Regions from separate parts of the Pan troglodytes genome. Here all the other regions are linked to region 1. A link is a contact called in public HiChIP or PLAC-seq data. All regions are on one chromosome and are shown on one strand. The core of a region is the stretch at or near the end of the contact, and the rest is flanking DNA. Distances in the headings are between cores, read along the strand shown.

The links. HiChIP or PLAC-seq counts read pairs in DNA pulled down with a chosen protein or histone mark.
Region 2: a contact with region 1 is called in an H3K4me3 HiChIP or PLAC-seq map of stem cell-derived excitatory neurons, with 5 times the contacts expected there. The contact joins the promoter of CYS1 here to the promoter of ODC1 in region 1. A contact is called at or near these places in 3 of 7 Hi-C or Micro-C datasets (blood, induced pluripotent stem cells and stem cell-derived neural progenitor cells) and 1 of 1 datasets of contacts at active chromatin or transcription factors (stem cell-derived excitatory neurons).
Region 3: a contact with region 1 is called in an H3K4me3 HiChIP or PLAC-seq map of stem cell-derived excitatory neurons, with 7 times the contacts expected there. The contact joins the promoter of RRM2 here to the promoter of ODC1 in region 1. A contact is called at or near these places in 2 of 7 Hi-C or Micro-C datasets (lymphocytes and stem cell-derived neural progenitor cells) and 1 of 1 datasets of contacts at active chromatin or transcription factors (stem cell-derived excitatory neurons).

The regions. Positions count from the first base shown.
Region 1 is chr12:112,413,266-112,417,303 of NHGRI_mPanTro3-v2.0_pri, forward strand. It overlaps ODC1 (ornithine decarboxylase 1), which reads left to right and starts at 2,223. Exons shown (of 12, transcript NM_001279911.1): 1 at 2,223-2,372. It overlaps LOC112208261 (small nucleolar RNA SNORA42/SNORA80 family), which reads left to right and starts at 3,151; the gene lies at 3,151-3,286.
Region 2 is chr12:112,788,440-112,792,477 of NHGRI_mPanTro3-v2.0_pri, forward strand. It overlaps CYS1 (cystin 1), which reads left to right and starts at 1,897. Exons shown (of 3, transcript XM_001155543.6): 1 at 1,897-3,822. The coding sequence starts at 3,505.
Region 3 is chr12:112,744,625-112,748,662 of NHGRI_mPanTro3-v2.0_pri, forward strand. It overlaps RRM2 (ribonucleotide reductase regulatory subunit M2), which reads right to left and starts at 2,038. Exons shown (of 12, transcript XM_063790117.1): 1 at 1,745-2,038; 2 at 1,587-1,661; 3 at 1,114-1,257; 4 at 792-908. The coding sequence starts at 2,023. LOC107972466 (a long non-coding RNA gene) reads left to right here and starts at 2,313. Exons shown (of 3, transcript XR_001715119.3): 1 at 2,313-2,424.

The DNA of each region.
Region 1 (4,038 bases), core at 973-3,472:
TTAAGCTTGTTAAGGGTGGAGCTAATCCCCCTCTCCCTCCCTCTAGTCGGGGGAACACGGTGCCCGGTGGGCGCTCAAGGACTATGTAAAGATAAAGTTGATAGGGGCGTACCACCCCCACATCCCTTCACATAGGAAGAAGACTCACTTCTGCTTACGGCTCGCGTTTGCTCCGTTTCTGTGGAAGTCGTGCCTGCTCCAGGAAGAGCTGGATCATCCATTCATTCATTCATGCATGCATTCATTAAACAGGTATTCACTGACTGTGCCTCAGACCTGGTTTTGGGTACCAAGGAAGTTTTTCAAAACCTCACAGGGCTTTGTAGCTATAAAGATACGTAAGGATCCTTGGGTTCGTTATCTGAAGCCCAGAGAAGGGAGATAACTTATCCAAGAGCACACAGCAAGTTGGGGGCAGCGCTGGGCCAGTGCTCTGAGCTCCTCCAACCCCGCCCCCACCCACCCAGGGCTAGATCTAGATCTACCCTCTCCTCTCCTTAACTCTTCATCGGCTGTACTCCCACCCTAGGGAGTCGAAATCCCCACCCTAGGGAGAGACATATCCTGTCTGGATTGTCCAAAAGGGAATGAAAGGTAAAAATGAAAAAAAAAAAAAAAGTGTCCCCAATTCAAGTCCAGTGCCTCCCTGGTGCGGGCATTCCAGCGTGGCCTGGAGTGAGTGGCAGTCCACCCCCAGAGGCGTCCCCTGGGCGCTCCTAGGGACTCGAATTTCCCACGCGGCTTTTTGCTTTATGTATTCACTGTTTAGACGTTTTCGGTCAAAGCATTTTGGGACTTCCGTAACTCTCAGAGCGCGCCAGGGAGCCGCCCTTAAAGATACCTAGTTACTGATGAGTTCCATCCGGTAAAGCAGAGGGTAGTGGGCGGCTTGGAGACTCAGGATCCGGCTCCCCTCACGCTCCTGGCTGAGTCCCTGGCTTCACAGGGGAAACTACCTCCGCAGGCCAGGACCCATCTAGTTACAGGATACCTCGATGTTACAAAGACGAGGCTTCCAGCGCGGGGGCGTGGAGGCGGCTGCTAGCCCTGCCCGCAGCGTGCTGGCGACCCCCGGGATGCCCCTTCCCTCCCGCGCCTCTGCTCCCTAGCTGGTGGGAGCAGAGCGGCACCGGGATCACTTCCAGGTCCCTTGCACCGGAGCAATGGGCGGCAGCAGGGTCCGGAGTAGGCCCGGCGGGGCCCACGTGGCCAGCACATCGGTCCTCCGCTCGCGATTTCCCTTTTCCGCTCTCGGGCACGAGGTACTGAACGCCAGGTGTAAGCACAGCTGTGCAGCTACAGGCTCTGCCGTTCAGCTGCCGCGGGCGGGGGCCGGGGCCTGCGGCGTCGTGCGCGTGCGCGGACCAGTTCCAGGCGGGCGCGACCGCCGCAGGGCGGGGCGGGGCGAGGCGGCCGCAGGGCGGGGAGGGCGGGGCGCGAAGCCGGGGGCGGGGGCCACGCGTGGGGCAGGCGGTGCTCGGCTCGGCTGACGTCGGCCCGCCGGCGCCCCACCAGCTCCGCGCGGGCCCGGGTTGGCCACCGTCGGGCCCCCGCCCCTCCCCCGGCGGTGTCCCGGCCGGAACCGATCGTGGCTGGTTTGAGCTGGTGCGTCTCCATGGCGACCCGCCGGTGCTATAAGTAGGAAGCGGCGCGCCGTGGGGCTTTGTCAGTCCCTCCTGTAGCCGCCGCCGCCGCCGCCCGCCGCCCCTCTGCCAGCAGCTCCGGCGCCACCTCGGGCCGGCGTCTCCGGCGGGCGGGAGCCAGGCGCTGACGGGCGCGGCGGGGGCGGCCGAGCGCTCCTGCGGCTGCGACTCAGGCTCCGGCGTCTGCGCTTCCCCATGGGGCTGGCCTGCGGCGCCTGGGCGCTCTGAGGTGAGGGACTCCCCGGCCGCGGAGGAAGGGAGGGAGCGAGGGCGGGAGCCGGGGCGGGCTGCGGGCCCCGGGTCCCGGGCACCGGGCACGTGTGCGGCGCGCCTCGCCGGCCTGCGGAGACACGTGGTCGCCGAGCGGGCCACGACCTTGAGGCGCCGCTTCCTCCCGGCCCGGGGTTCTCCCGCGGCTGGATAAGGGTGATTCGGGCGCCTCGTTCTGCCCCCGTCTTCACAGCTCGGGGCTGGAGGGGCCTAGGGGAGACCCACCCGGAGACCCTGCGGCCCCGCGCCGGCCTCTTTCCCAACCCGTCGGCGGCCGCGCGCTGGCCGGGGAGCCGTTGGGGAGGCCCTGGCGGCCGCGCAGCAGGTGCAGGGGCGCAGAGCCCGGGCTCGCCTTGGTACAGACGAGCGGGCCCCGGCCTTGGCGCCTTCAGTTTCCTTCCAGTTTTTATTTTCGCTGTGTCTACAGAGCAGATGACACCAATTTGGAAACCCGCGAGAGTGGGTAGAGCTAAGATAGTCTTGCTGTAGTAGCTGTGATATTAGATGCTCGGCCATGACTTAGAGGTGTTTATTTAAGGACTGTGAATGACTCGGTGATTTCGGAAAAGCTTGGCTTAGATGAACGGACATACACAGGGGAGACAGCCCTAAGGTTTGCAGAAAAGGCTGATTGTGCTGTTTGCGAAGTCGAAATAATTGGTGAAAGTGTAGAAGGCAGAACCTCTCAGGAATGTCTGGGGAGGACAAAGAATGTGTTGGCTGACTTTGTTTAAACATAAAATTGGGCAGACTTTAATTGATTTGTGAAATTTTTTTCAAAGTTTGTTTGAATTAGCCCCTATCTCTTCTAACATTATCCTCTTGTGCTAATTGATTGACCATTTTAAGTAACTTAGCTGTTACAGAAAGACCGAAAGGTGTTCTTCAGTAAAGTATATTTAAGTAAGTTACTTAAGTAACGCCTTAAAAGATACAGAAAAGCAAAAAAGTGTTGGCGTATTAAAAAGAAATCAAAACTTTCCAAGTTTAGGCCTGAACACTGCCTTAAAAATATTTAATAAGGCCTTAAATGACCCAGTTCGTGACTGCATGAGCCTATTTATTATTAAATTGTAAATATTCTTCATATAAACAAAAATATATAACCATGTCTGTAACAAAAATGGTTTTGCTAGCGTTGTTACTCTCTTCCCTTCTCCGAGGGGTGATTTAGGCAACTTCGGAGGTTGACAATGCCAAGCAGTCACAATAGATAGAGCTTTAAAGCAAATTCTATGCATGGGTTTGGATTTATGACAGGCCCGTCACCCTGGGCCTGTCATAGTACCCCATGCCAGAGCAAACTGTGTCCCCGAACCATTGCCTGGCCTCTGTGCCCGTAGGCTGCTGGCACTGAAGTGGGTTGCACAGTGGAAAAGAAGAAAGCTCTACCTGGCAGAAATTTTTAAAGGTTAAAATAAATAATTTTAAGAAAGCTGGTTCACAAGGTGCCACATTTGATGAAAGCAAAATACAGTGGCTTTTATTGTTACTAGAGTGATGTTCTTGCTTGTTTTTCTTACTGGTGAAGTTAGCCCCAAATTATTCTCATAGCTAAGCAAATACGAGAGTGACTGTAAGGACAGTTGGCATTCCCGGAATTGCTAAACTTGGTAGGCAACGCTGGTTTAAGAATACTGAGTTCTAGCCAGGCGTGGTGGCTCACGCCTGTAATCCCAACACTTTGGGAGGCTGAGGCAGGCGGATCACCTGAGGTCGGGAGTTGGAGACCAGCCTGACTAACATGGAGAAATCCCATCTCCAGTAAAAATATAAAATTAGCCAGGCCCCGGGTGTGGTGGCACATGCCGGTAATCCCAGCTACTCGGGAGACTGAGGCAGGAGAATCGCTTGAACCCAGGAGGCGGAGGTTGAGGTGAGCCGAGATCATGCCATTGCACTCCAGCCTGGGCAACAAGAGTAAAACTCTGTCTCAAAAAAAAAAAAAAATACTGAATTCTGATCAGGTAACAGCAACTGTAATACAATGTGATAAGTTGACTTGAAGATTACAGTTTTTAAGAAGTATATACCCAGCTAATACATGAAAATTAACTCGTAAAATCTCAAATGCTCCAGACATTTCCATGATGCCTGTTGGTCAGTAAAAATCATTCTAAGACTT
Region 2 (4,038 bases), core at 647-3,146, 370 kb after region 1:
CTTCCAAAAAGTATCACCAACTGTAGTCCTCTTCCAGGGTTTAATTTGTTTAAGGAAAGGAAGTTCTATTTTCCCAGAGTTAAGCAGAGAGTTCCCAAACTGGGCTTCACCTTCCACCCACCATCACCAGCACCCACGAGCACTATCACCGCATAAAAGAATCCTTCAGCTGCAGGTGTGACTGCCAGATATTTTCTTAAGAAGGATTACACCCCATTTCAATTCTCCAATATTCCTGAGACGTTGCTAACTCTTTCGGACAAAAATTCTTATTTATTTTTAGAGACGATCTTAGGGACATTAGTCATGCGGAAAGCTTTTAGGTTGTTTGCTTATTATGGGAAGCTTCTAATAAAATCAATCTGGGTTTTCAGCATATTTGATGGAAGCCAGGTCTACAAATGTAGCAGATTTTAAAATGTTCTCTCAAAGTGGAAAGAATGCTGGCTCTGGCATTCCTCCCGCTGAAGCGGAGCTAATGACAAGTTTTGGGAAACAGTGTTGGAATCAAGAGTGGCCAGAAAAATTGGTTGCCCTGGGAGGTGAACGCAGGGAGCTGTGGATATATTTAAACGTGAGTCACGTGACTAGCTTCTATTTCGGCAGAAGCAAAACATGTTTTCCTTTAAATGATTAAACTGAGTGAACTCAAGAAAAATCTTGTTTGCCTCTAAATGCTGTTGTTCTTTGGGGTTTAAAGAGTTTCAAGATGAGATTTGTTTTCTTAAAAACTTATATCAATAGCTTCCAAACGAGACACATCTGTGGACTTAGCGCACCCAAATGACATCTGTGTTTGGCCCCACATCCTACACCTGGATGGTTAAGATGGCACATCAAAAAAAAGGGGGGGAGAGGCCAGGCACGGTAGCTTACGCCTGTAATCCCAGCACTTAGGGAGGCCAAGGCAGGTGGATTACCTGAGGTCAGGAGTTCAAAACCAGCCTGGCGAACATGGTGAAACCCTGTCTCTACTAAAAATACAAAAATTAGCCGGATGTGGTGGTGCGCGCCTGTAATCCCAGCTGCTCAGGAGCCTGAAGCAGAAGAATCACTTGAACCCAGGAGGCGGAGGTTGCAGTGAGCAGAGATCCGGCCACTGCACTACAGCCTGTGCAACAGAGCAAGACTTCGTCTCAAAAAAAAAAAAGGCAGGGGGATCATAAATACTTTCTTTTTAAAATTTTTTTTTCTTTTCTTTTCTTTTTGCTTTTTCCTTATTTTTTGTTTGTTTGTTTGTTTGTTTTGTTTTGTTTTTGAGACGGAGTCTCTTTGGTTGCCCAGGCTGGAGTACAGTGGTGCGATCTCGGCTCACTGCAACCTCCGCCTACCGGGTTCAAGTGACTCTCCTGCCTCAGGCTCCCGAGCAGCTAGGACTACAGGTGCTCTTCACCATGCCCGGCTAATTTTTGTATTTGTAGTAGAGACAGGGTTTCATCATATTGGCCAGGCTGGTCTCGAACTCCTGACCTGAAGTGATCCGCTCGGGTCAGCCTCCCAAAGTGCTGGGATTACAGCCTCATTTTTTTTCTCTTCTTTTTCTTTTCCCTCTCTGTCTCTCCTCTCTTCTCTCTCTCTTTTCTTTTCTTTTCTTTTCTTTTTTTTTTTTTTTTTTTTGAGACAGAGTCCAGCTCTGTTGCCCAGGCTGGAGTGCAGTGGCGTGATCTCGGCTCACTGCAACCTCCACCTCCTGGGTTCAAGTGAGCATGCCCAGCTAATTTTTGTATTTTTAGTAGAGACAGTTTCACCATGTTGGCCAGGCTGGTCTCAAACTCCTCACCTAAAGTGATCTGCTCGCCTCAACCTCTGAAAGTGTTGGGATTACAGGCATGAGCCACCACGTCCAGCTAGATTATAAATACTTTCTTGTTCTTTTTTTTTTTTTTTTTTGAGACGAGCCTCACTCTGTCGCCCAGGCTGGAGTGCAGTGGCGCGATCTCGGCTCACTGCAACCTCCACCTCCCGGGTTCACGCCATTCTCCTGCCTCAGTATCCTGAGTAGCTGGGACTACAGGCGCCCGCCACCACGCCCGGCTAATTTTTTGTATTTTTAGTAGAGACGGTGTTTCACCGTGCTAGCCAGGATGGTCTCGATCTCTTGACCTCGTGATCCACCTGCCTCGGCTTCCCAAAGTGCTGGGATTACGGGCGTGAGCCACCGCGCCCGGCCTCTTGTTCTCTCTTAATAATAAAAATAAATGGATGTGAATCTGAGTCCCATTTTTATTCCATTTTCTTAGGCATATGTTTTTTAATGTCTACTCCTGAAGTGATAAAATAGTAAAATATCAAGTCTGTAGTTGGGAAAGTTTAGCCGAAATTCCATTTTCACAATTATTCTGGAATCCAATCAATCAGGATAAAAGTTAACGTCAAGTCAAGATAGGTGAGTTAAACCCAGGACTTCTGAATTGCCCTGTCTTGGAAAGGCTGGAATTTAAAGTTGCGGGAGGTGGGCAAGGGAAGGAAGTAATCACATTTAAGTAAAACACAGAACCAACCAACAGGAAGGCTCGCTGGGTTTGAATTCGGCAGCTTTGGAGTGTTTTCTACTCTGGGTTGTGGTTAGTTCACTTAAAAAGAAAAGCGGTTAAGGAAAAAAAAAAATTCCGAGACCAAAAGCTAGACTTATGACCACCACCTAGGTATTTCCTTTTGCTTCTTTCCTGTGGCGGGGGGAGGGCGGGGTGGGGGTTGCTTTGCCTTTCTCCTTCATTTTCAAAGTTTTTCTTTCCCAAAAGTGGTGACTATTTGGAGGTTTTGATGAGGCTCAACCTTCACACATCCAGTTTCCGCTGGGGCAACAGAGGGAAGGAGAAGGCCGGAGGGGGCTGTTGGTGCCCGGAGGATCGCCCCTTCCCTCCCGAGGCGTCTTAGGCCTGGCGGACACTGAAAGGTCGGGGCGCACTGACGGCCGGACCTCGCGAACGCAGCGCGCGCAGCCCTCAGGGTCTTCCCCTGCCCACCCCGCGCATCGCTAGGGGGCTCAGGCGCTGGGAAGTCCCCCCAAGCTCCCGCCGCCTCCCACGGGCCCGGCGAGCGTCGTCTGGGGAGCGTTTCCATAAATGAACAAACCCAGCCGGGCCCCCCGCGTGTTCAGCAATTCCAGAAGGTCCGGACAGGGCTGACCCGACGGCTGGGAGCGAGGGGACCCGTGGGCGGGAGTGGGGGGACTGTAGGGGGAGACCCGGGAGGGGAGGCCGCGCCCGCACCCGGTGCTCCTCGCCGGGGTCTCGGGCCCGCCCCTCCCTAGGGCCGGTGTGCGCCCCCTCGGCACGCCCATGCAGCCCCTGCCTCGCCCGCCCCTCCCCAGGCTCCGGCTCGCACCCCCGTCCTCGGGCCGCGACCCCCCGGGAACCCTAGCCCCTGGCCGCGGCCGCTTCCCGGGCCTCGCCCCGCGCCTCCCCCTGCAGCCCGCCCCGGCCGCACCCCCTAGCGTCCCCGCCCCCGGCCGCGCCCCCTCACGGGGGCCCCCTCGGCGGTCCGGGAGGCGGCGGGCGCGCCATGGGCAGCGGCAGCAGCCGGAGCAGCCGGACTCTGAGGCGGCGGCGCAGCCCCGAGAGCCTCCCTGCGGGGCCCGGAGCGGCAGCCCTGGAGGGCGGGACCCGCCGGCGGGTGCCGGTGGCGGCGGCCGAGGCCCCGGGGGCAGCCGCGGAGGAGGCGCCCGGCCGCGACCCCAGCCCCGTGGCGCCCCTCGACGGCAGGGACGAGACGCTGCGCCTGCTGGACGAGCTGCTGGCCGAGTCGGCGGCCTGGGGCCCCCCAGAGCCCGCCCCGCGCCGCCCAGCCCGGCCCCGACCCACCGCGGTCGCGGGGAGCGCGGTGAGTGTGGGAGCCGCAGGGCCTCGGGGGACGGCGGGGACCCCACTCACCGGCCGCGCGTCCCTGCCCCAGCCCTGGGCGCCGGTCGCGCTGCGCCCCCTTCCAGCCTCCGACCTGCGTGCTCCCCGCTGCCCCGGCCTCCCCGCCCCTGGGCCCCCAGGTTTCCTCCCTCTCTGCCCCGTCTCCGGGTCTGTGTCCAGGCCTGGGGGCGATCGC
Region 3 (4,038 bases), core at 788-3,287, 330 kb after region 1:
CTTTGTACCATTATAAGGTTTATTTCCATATATATTTCATCCAATTTGTCACAATTCTTTGATATTTTATGTCATATGCTCAACTTACATATCAGGAAATAGATACATATAAAATAGGATTTCTGTGAGCGCTCGATTTCCTAATTAGTTTATGTCAAGAAAGATCCATTCGCAATAAGAGATACAACCAAATGATTATTAAAACAGCAAAGCCACAAAAAGGAGGGAACAGAGCCGGGCGTGGTGGCTCACGCCTGTAATCCCAACACTTTGGGAGGCCAAGGTGGGTGGATCACCTGAGGTCAGCAGTTCGAGACCAGCCTGGCCAACATGGTAAAACCCTGTCTCTACTAAAAATACAGAAATTAGCTAGGCATGGTGGCGCACGTCTGTAATCCCAGCTACTCATGAGGCTGAGGTTGGGGAATCGCTTGAACCCAGGAGGCGGAGGTTGCAGTGAGCCAAGATCACACCACTGCACTCCAGCCTGGGCCAGAGTGAGACTCTGTCTCAAAAAAAAAAAAAAAAAAAAAAAGAGGGAGCAGATGTGGTGGCCACAAGGAGTCATCACATTGCTACCACTTAATATTGTCTCAGCTTCTCTAGAGTCAGGAAAATACCATAAGAAAGACCTGCAAAGTGTTACAAAACAGGAAATGCCATGTAATATAAAACCCAGCTTACACACACAGATGCACTCAGCATGGAAAAACGTACAAGACGAGGAAAGCGAACTAGTTCGACCTCAGATCGTCAACGTCAAATGAATGAAAGATGTTTTGGAAACTCACCAAGTTTTCATTTACTATGCCATCGCTTGCTGCAAAGAAAGCCAGAACATGGGATATAAAATATCTCTCCTCGGGCTTCAGGGATTCCCAGTGCTGAATGTCCTTGGAGAGGTCCACCTGAGGTTCGGAAGTCACAATTTTAGCACAAAAGGAAGAGAGTAAAGCCTACAGGACTCACACTGAGCACTCAGACTTTAAGTATGCTGGCACCACTCACTATGCCCCACAGTTAGCCCCCCTTGCCAACGGGAACCTCCAAGTGCATTTATGTCTGAGGCGTCACGGTCACCCCTGCAGGGGTCTTCTGGGGTCCTCCGATTACCTCCTCGGCGGTCCAGAAGGAAGCCTCTGCCTTCTTATACATCTGCCAGATATCATGGTACTCGATGGGGAAGATGACAAAGCGGCGGGGGTTTTCTCTCAGCAGCGGCTCATCCTCCACGCCGGGGGCAGCTGCTTTACTTTTCTGTTGGGGGAGAAAATAAAACATTTAAGTACCGGGCGAACCATATGAAACGAACGTTTTTCTGGACCAAGTCCTTTCCATTGGCGGCAATTTCACGGGGCCCGATGTGAAAACGTGGCTGTCCCGTCGCACTCCGTGGGTCGCAGCAGAGGAGCGCACGCCCGAACCGGGAAATGGGCCGAGGGGCGCGGGAGGCCGCCCTGGGGAGGGGCCGCCTAGGCGGGAAAGGAGCCGGCGCGGGAGTGTGAACAGCTGAGGAAACAATGCGGCTTTGGCGCCAAGACGCCCAAGGCCGTCCCTGGCCCCTCTGCCCCACGCCCGCCACTCACCGGCTCCGCGGGCTCCTGGAAGATCCTCCTCGCGGTCTTGCTGGCCAGGACGCGGGTCCCGCTCAGGGCCGGCGGCTGCGGGGAGACGCGTGAGTGAGCGGCGGCTTCGCTTTCCCTGCCTCCCTCCCCTGCCCGCAGCGCCCTCCCCGCGCGCTCACCGTGTTCTCCTTGTCGACCAAGCTGAGCCCCTTCAGCGGCGAGAGCTGCAGCTGCTGCGGGTCCGTGATGGGCGCGAGCGGGACACGGAGGGAGAGCATAGTGGCGGCGCAGCGAAGCAGAGCGAGCGGCCAGGACAGGACGGCTGGGGCTGGGTGCACGGGCGACCCCTCACTCCAGCAGCCTTTAAATCTCCCGCGCCGCGCGCTCCCGGACCTTCCCATTGGCTTTGGTGCCTCGGCCCTTCCCATTGGCTGTGCCATGCCTCCGACCCTTCCCATTGGCTGCGCCTTGCCCCTACCCAGGCTGGCCGCGGGGCCGCGCGCGATTTTCAAGCGCAGCGCGGGAGCCTCCGCCGGCGCCTTCCGGAGACCCCCGGGTACACCCCCGTGGACGCCCCCCGGGACCTCCCGGTTCCCCCCCCCCGGCCCGTCCGCTGGCTGGGTCGAGGGCGCCGCCGCCCAGGCCCCCACAGGTCCCACGGGACCAGGGCCGCAGCCCCTGAGGGTCTCGGCGGCCTTGGCGCGCGCGGGCCCCGGTTCGCCCGGGAACCGTTTAGGATTGCGTGAGGCGCAGCGATTGGAGCCCGCGGGCGCGAGAGGATCCCCGGGCCGCGGCCCCGCCTCCCGAAAGCACCTCCTCCCAGCCGGGCCGCCGCCGGGCAGGGGTCTTAGCCAACGAGGTTGGTGCAAAGGCCTGGAAAACGCTCCTGGGTGCGGGGGAGGCGTTGCTGCGACCCTTTCGATCCGTGTCCCTGGGGTGGGGGTGCAAGGGCCCCGAGGCCTGACATTTTGGCGGGGTGGTCGGCGAGGACCCTACAGCCTAAAAGTTAGGGCCGCTGAGCCCCGCGGCTCGTTTTGCTGGGACAAGCGACCAGGCTTCTTACAGATTCGGTGTCCCCGTGAGTAAAATGGGACTCGTAATCGCGTGGGCTGTTAATGCGGTGAGGAGAGCGTTCGTTGAGATGACTCATGTAAAATGTGCAGTCCTTTGTAAACTTTCAAACTACAGGACATGGAGAGAAGGCCCTTGGTGCAGTTTTCCACAGAAATCCTGTCTTCTGTCAGACCCCTGTCCCCTATTGTCACCCTTGCCTTAAGAATTGCAAACTGTGGCTGGGCGCGGTAGCTCACGCCTGTAATCCCAGCACTTTGGGAGGCCGAGGCAGGAGGATTGTTTGAGGCCAGGAGCTGGAGACCAGCCTGGGCAACATAGTGAGACCCCGCCTCTGCCATTAAAAAGAGAAGAAAAAAAGTTGTTTTAATTGCAAACTGAGCAAAAATTCCTGGGAGAAAGTTCACAGAATGATTTTAGGACTAGGAATTAATGTACTACTCATTGGGCGTCAAATATGCTGAAGAGGAGTTTGAAAACTCCACTGGTGTAGAGACTGGAACTTAGCAATAGCTTTCATTTAATTTTCTATGTGGCTTTCTGATTTGCCAGGCCCTGCAACGGGCAAAATGCCAAAAATAAAGGAAGAGAAAGAAACTTTAAGATCCAAGAAAGAAATCATTAACCTGAGAAAGCTTCAACAGCTGCGCTCAGGGCTGTTATTGAGAGAGACCCGGGACTTTTTTGTTCACAAAGCCTTTTGTAGATAAGATACTTTAAAGAGGGTGGGGTGGGACAGGTACCCTCCCCACCTAGGTCTGTTTCTCTCATTTCTTAAAAGTACTACGGACTTGTAAATCAAAGTATTCTCGTGTTGCAGGAATAAGTGCCCATCACATTCCTTACACAAAGCCACAACTAAAACTTTGGTGTACCATGATTTGTTTAAAGCAACTAGCCATTCATTGCCATTTTCAGCCCAAACACACTAAAGCATCCATCTCCAGGAAATTGGTATTTTTATTGATTACTTTATGGCTGATAAAGCTATTATCTAACAAAATTATAATTTATTGGTGTCATCTCATACTCAACTCAGATTTCAATTTCCCATAATCAGCGTCTAAAACCCTCGTTTCGGTTGCCCTAGGGCGCCACGTGCTTTTTTGCTCCTGTTAAACTCACTGTAACTGAAGTAGTCAGAGGTGGCTTCATTGATAGTTTAGTTCCTGGCCACGTAATTAACATAGCCATTGTAGAAGACGCCGAAAGATGCGTACGTGTTGTTAGAGGCCGGGTGAAGTCGCCATCCCCCCCTCCCGCGCTAAACCTGAGTCATCTCGGCGTGGCCCTCCTCCCCCCAGGTCCGGCAACTTTGCCCCGCTGCGGAGGAGGTGGCGGCGCCCAGGGCCACGCGGCAATGCGGGCGGTTCCGCCTCCGGGGGGGTCGGGCGGTGCAGCC